Linked DNA regions of Mus musculus: region 1 is linked to region 2. A link is a contact called in public HiChIP or PLAC-seq data. All regions are on one chromosome and are shown on one strand. The core of a region is the stretch at or near the end of the contact, and the rest is flanking DNA. Distances in the headings are between cores, read along the strand shown.

The links. HiChIP or PLAC-seq counts read pairs in DNA pulled down with a chosen protein or histone mark.
Region 1: a contact with region 2 is called in an H3K4me3 HiChIP or PLAC-seq map of embryonic forebrain, with 7 times the contacts expected there. The contact joins the promoter of Rb1 here to the promoter of Xpo7 in region 2. A contact is called at or near these places in 3 of 39 promoter capture datasets (the 3T3-L1 cell line and hippocampal neurons) and 1 of 115 datasets of contacts at active chromatin or transcription factors (embryonic forebrain).

The regions. Positions count from the first base shown.
Region 1 is chr14:73,323,926-73,327,283 of GRCm38.p6, forward strand. Rb1 (RB transcriptional corepressor 1) reads right to left here and starts at 1,897. Exons shown (of 27, transcript NM_009029.3): 1 at 1,598-1,897. The coding sequence starts at 1,716.
Region 2 is chr14:70,706,482-70,709,462 of GRCm38.p6, forward strand. It overlaps Xpo7 (exportin 7), which reads right to left and starts at 1,554. Exons shown (of 28, transcript NM_001359888.1): 1 at 1,470-1,554; 2 at 806-952. The coding sequence starts at 1,490.

The DNA.
Region 1 (3,358 bases), core at 647-3,146, 2.6 Mb after region 2:
ATTAGAAACAAAAGCAAACTCTTCCCCTGGAACAGTTTTTATTCTGTATTTATTTTTTAAGAACATGATTTTTATTTGGTCCATAAGAAAATCCATCTAATATGAATTTTAATAGACTTAGACAAGCAATTTCCAAAATTATTTCAGTCTCTTAGGATTTGACCTGAACTCTGTTAAGAGTCTGGGTCTCACAAAGAGCCTTGATTGATGCTCAATGAGAAGAAAGGAGCTTGATAGCCCATCAGGGCTACAATCCCAGAACTTGGGAGGCAGAGGCAGTAAAACAGAGAGCTTAAGGCAAGCCTGGGTTACAGAGTCAGAGTAATTAAAAACAACAAAAACACCCCCTCCCAAAAAAACAAAAACAACAACAACAACAAAAACTCGAGAACTTAATGATGGGCTAGAAATTGAAGGACCGTGAGAGACAAAAACAACTCCCATCTACAATGGATCTATACTCTCAAAACTAGTGCTGACAATAACAACAATCATATTGTTTCAATTTCTGTTACTTAATCACACAGTAGCACAGTCAAGAAAAAAAATGTTGAAATACAATAAATATCTCTCTGTTGTTCTTATTGGATCCACATGAACTTAAGTTTAGATTCCACTTAATAAATGGAGAGAAAAGTTCTTTGAGAGAACACAGTACCAAACACAAGACCAAAAAAGAAAAAAGGGAGGGGGAGGCACCAGAATCCGTGAATGCTCAAAGGCAAAAGGCAAGAAATAATGAAGCATGCTGCGGGCCAATCAGCACGCAAGAAGAGTTCTACCCTGAAAAAAAAGGGGAACAAAGTTTAGAAACTTCCAAGCCCTTGCATTTAAATGTCTCCTGAAACTTTTGCCCACATACCAGTTCTTCTAAGAGTTCTGCTCCATCAGTCTCCACAGATGGCTTTAAATCCCCCCGGGCCTCAAAGCATTGTTCTAAAGAAACCCCCACAAAGCCCGGGAGCTGAGGACCCCGTGAGCAATTGACACCCACGACCCTGCGCTTTGCCTACAAGGCTTTTCTTGGCCTCTCCCAGGACCAAGCTGCCGATGCAGCGCAAGCTCAGAGAGGGCAAGGCTCCCAACTGTTGCATCGCAGGACGACTGCAAAAGAGAAAGTCAACCCACCCCGGGGGTGCTTCGGATCTCCACGGAGAAAAAAGGGAGGAAGAAAGAAAACAAACACCGGTCGAGTTTTTTTTTTCTTTTTTTAAATATTTATTTCAATTGTTTTTGCATCTGACCGGGGCTCTCCGGGACCCGCCGGCTCCGCGCCTGGGCGTCGCTGGAGTAGAGCCTGCACCTGTCACTTCGCTCGGGAGCAGGAGCCCCACCCGCCCGACACCTGTCAAGCCGCAGCCCAGACCCCTTCGGGATGCCCTCCCCGTCGCCCGCGAGCCCGGGACCGTGTCAGCGCGCCGCCGCCACCCCCGCAGAGATGGGGGACCAAGGGGACCCCGGAGACCCGGGGCGCCGCTCCTACCGCCAGCCCGGCCCCGCCGAGATGCGCCCGCCCGGCGTCCCCGCCGGGATGCACCCGGCGTCCCCGCTCCCTTCCCTTCCCTTCTCTCCGGCCCGCGGCGGCCGCGCTCCTCACCTGGCCAGGGGCAGCTCTTCGGGGCCGCTGTCCTGCGCGGGGTCGTCCTCCCGAGGCGGCGGCGGCGGCGGTGGCGGGGGCTCGGCGGCCGCGGCTCTGCGCGGGGCTTTGGGCGGCATGACGCGCAGCGCGGGCCGGCGCGAGCAGCCGAGGGAGGCGCGCGGGGAGGCGGGCGGGCGCGCGCGCACGCCGGGCACGCCCCGTCCTCACCCGACTCCCGTTACAAAAATAATGGGAACGTCCCCCGAGGAAAACCGGACGCGCCCGGCAACCGAGCGCCCGGGCCAACCGCGGGAAAACGTCACTTCCGCCCGCGGCGTCACGTCCGCGAGGCTCGCGGGCCGCGGGCGTCAGTGGGGAACCGGGGCGGCGGTGGCGGCGGCGGCGGGCAAGGGCGAGGGCGAGGGCGAGGGCGCGGGCGGGAAGCCGCGGGGAAGCCGCGCCTGCCCGGGCCTGTCTCCGCCCGCGTCGTCCCCGTGGGCGGCGCCAGCCGAGGCGGGGCCGGCCCGCTGCGAGGAGCCGCGGCCTCTGGGAGAACGCTGGACAGGGCGCGCCCCTCGCCCGGCCCGCGCGGCCGGCAAAACAAAAACAAACGTGCCGGGCCAGTGGGAGGTGGGCTCGGCCCGGGTGGGCGGTCCAGGGTGGGGCCATTGGTGGCCTTCTGGAGACAAGGGAAGATGGGCGATGCACGCACAGACTATAGTCTTTTGATGGGGAAACAGGAGGCGCGGTCCGAGCGGGACAGATCTTAGCGGGAAAGTAGCTTTTGAAAACCAGTTTGCCAGGCGGACCCGACTTTGAAAAATCGCTTACAAACGCGTTTGAGACGAAAGCAGAAAACCAGTTGGCCGTGTTCATGCGCACGATCCGGCCTCCTTTCATAATGGTTTCTCCGAGACAGCCGGTCAAACTGGGAAGGTCGGCATTCCACTTTTGCGGGTTGGAAGTGGGGAGTTCGGGGAGCCAATTTGCCCGCGTCACATAGCAGGTCCCTGGCAGAGGACTCGAACCCAAGTAATATTTGTCTGACCATGTCGCCGACGCACAGACACCGGAAAAGAGCATACTTTATACTAGAACTACCTACCGCCACCAAAAGCTGGCTCAGCAATGGTAGCTTTTCTAGTTACGTTTTACCTGTCAGTCAACATAATTTTCTCCCTTTGTCAGTCCTTATTCATACAACTCACTAATTGAAGTGCTGTGAATAAAATACAGTTGTTGTTCTGGTGTAAACTATCTTGGAACAGCTGAGCAAGGACTGAGGAATCGAGAACTTAATTGGGTAGGTTGCAAGCCTGGGCTTATTTTCTGCCTTGATGTCAGATGAGTGAAGGATACATGGGCCTCCTTCAATTTTCAGACTTGCCTAACTTCAGAAGCCTTCTAGAGACCAAATGTTTGTCAGGAGGTAGAGCCCCAGGCCCTGATGCAGCCACGGAGAATGAATGGAATTAAAATAGCACTTGAGTTCACTTTGTCCCAGATTTAGGCAAGAGCTCAGGCTACATACAGTCTAGGTTTGGTGAAGATAAAAGATAGACTGTGGGAGCCTGATCAAATAATATACAGAAATGATACAGTCCTGCCTCATAATTATCAGAGAATGTGACACTTGGCCAATTGATGCCACCTTGGTATTTGTGGCAAGCTACTCTTAAGTTTGAGACAGAATGGCAAAGGAACTTGGGTCCTCAGACGCGTAACAGAGCTGGTGACCGGTCATCTCTGCTGGTACTGACCTCAAATCAGCTGATGGTC
Region 2 (2,981 bases), core at 304-2,803:
AAAATAAATAAATACATAAATACATAAAGTAAAACAAAAAAACAAAAAACAAAAAAAAAAAACCGGGCTGAATTTAAGTGTATGTTATTTCACTAAGGGAGGTGCTGATCCCTCTGACACGAGAGTTACAGATGTTTGCATGCTACCTGACACGGGGGCTGGAAACCAAACTCCGGGTCCTTTGCAAGTGTAGTTTGTGCTCTTAACCACTGATCCATCATCTCCTCAGCCTCAGTTGGAAGAGATTCTAATTCTAAAACCTAAACTTCCCAGCCTGACATGGTCACACTAAATCTTAGTTCGCACGGGAGGCCCAGGCATCAGAGGTTCAAGGTCATCCTGAGATACATAGTAAACTTGAGACAACCCTGTACTATGTGAGACTCTGCCTCAAAAACTAACAAAAGAAAACACTTTAATTTCCTTTCATTTCACTGTCATGGTCATGTTTCCTTAGCTCTGTTAGGTAACTAGTAAGCAGAACTGAGGAAAAAAACAATAGGAGACAATCAAGTTTATAAAACAAGGACTTATAGACCCCCTTGCCCCTATAAAGGACAGGAGGTGGCACTGAAGCGTAAGAATAGAGAATGCATTCTAGGAGCCTGGTGCAGAACAGAAGTGTGTGGGAGCTTACTGAGCTTGCTTACTGAGGAGGCCATCGTTAACCTGGCTATGACAGTGCTCAAGAGTGAAGTACATCGGATACCTCAAGACTCAGCAATGGCTACCCCACTGTCCCTAAAGTTAGAAGCAGGGCATTTTTCTTAATTCTGCTACCCTTTAGGACTTAACTCTTACGTACACTTCCTCTCTCGAGGAGCAGCTGGCACTTGCTCAGGCAATCAGGGCTGTTGGTGAATTCAACCAAGGCTTTCTCTGCCTGCAGTCGAGTGGTTGTATCTGTTGTTTCATACAACTGTTTGCACAGATTCTCTAGTTGGGCCAGGCTCTGGAAAAGATCAGTAAGAAAAAGGTCAGTCTAGGCAACTACCTATCTAATGTACTCTAACTTGAAATTCCTAGACAAAGCCAACCATGCTCAGTGAAGCAAGAACTGCCACTCGCCAGAAGCTCAGTAGCCTTTATTTAATAATCACATGCATCTCTCTTTATTTGAAGCAGAAAACAAAATGACAGAATACTTAAAAAATACCTATACAGTTCTGAGTCATAGTCTTGGGAAATAAATGGTATACTTTCTACTGCAATAAACGCCTCCTAAATTTTTCTAAAAAGGAAAATTTCAAGAAAAATTCAAAACTTATTTTGTCGCTAATTGTAAAAAGCACCACTGGGGAAATGCTGCTAAAACCAAGCACAAAAACCACAATTTAAATGCAACATAGATATTTACTTGGTTGTAACTACTTTCCTTTTGGGTAACAGTTGCTAGCTTGCAGTCACCTATATGGATAGACACTGCCTCTGAAAAGCATCTAGAGAACACTGGGGAATATAGTACACACCTTTCTCCCTGAGTCCCGCATGTCTCAAGTGCAGCACACACTCTTCTGATGTGTTTAAATTCTTGCTTCAGTTCCACATTTAAAGTGAGAGGGTCAAAATAAATTCAACCCTAGCATCTGCTTACTTGGAGATAAGGCAAGGGAAACACCCCCAAACAAACCCAACTCTCCAAATCTTGAACGTGTTCCAGAGAGGCAGGCAGAGTATGGGTGTGTGCTTTGGTTACAACCCCAAAGGGATGCAAACAAATCTACTTCTAGTCAACATGTGTTCAATGCAAAGGCAAAAAGAACCAGTTACATTTATACTTAATCCACACATCTGTTAGTCTTTAAGGAATGGTTTGGAGTTTAAGAACTTTCAACAGTAGAAAGCAAGGCTTAGGTTCAGTAGTTTCAGGGATCTTGTTTTTAGAAGTGACCATTCTGACAAGAATTAAAATATTGATAATGAAACAAGCTGTGGAAATTGCTTGCAGTGTATTACATGCCTGCCTAAAGATTTTTATGCAGTTATGACTTCCAGAAGGCAGGAAAGCCCTTAGGGCAGAATTCCTATTTTATTAAACATGATTAATAAATTCCTACCATTAAGTAAAAGGCGACAAAGATAGATACTTTGCATCCGTCAGCATCACTCCAGAAAACCCTCAAAATGTAAAACACTGTCTATCATTCTCAAAAAAGAATAAGGAAAACTGTCTCGGGACTACAGCGAGGCTCACGTGTTTCTCCTGACTGCCAGCTACTTCTTAATAGCCTCAGCTTCAGAGCAGAGGAATCTGTAGCTTTTCAAGTCTGAAGTTCTGTGAGAACGACCTGATTCACCCACTTCATATGGCTTACAAACATGGAATTAGAAGAGAAATCTAACTGTATGTAACTCACAAAAATGTATCCAGGAACTCCCTATGTACACTATGTTGGCCTTGAATTTATAGAGACCCACCTGCCCAAACACTTGGGAAGCAGAGGCAGGTGGATCTCTGTAAATTCAAGGTCAGCATAGTGTACACAGGGAGTTCCTGGATAGATATGTTTTTGTGGGATATATACAGTCAGATGAGTAAGACTGGTAATGTATTCTCAGCTCAGGAAACAAGACTGTTTCAAAACAGCAAAATAAACCGAACCTTACACAGCCTGACCTGATGATACTGTTATTCTCTTCTCTCTGTCTCTCCCCCACCACCCCCACAGTTACCAGATAGGAAAGTATATTTTCTGTTTCTAAAACTGTCATGTCTATAGTTCACAAAGCAACTTCTCCCTAGTGCCACTAAAACAAAAGCACATTTACAAATAGAAGGTGATCTTCAAACTAACTAGCAAAGTATTGCTTTAGTACAAGAAACTCAGACCATTAACCCCCAAGATTAGAGCCCAACTGATTTTGCCAGTAGTCACAACGATGTTAAAACCAAACCAAACCAAACCAAAAAAAAAAAAAAAAAAAAAAAAAAAAAAACCCAACATATTCTTGTGTACATACAATTACCTAATAGTCAAATT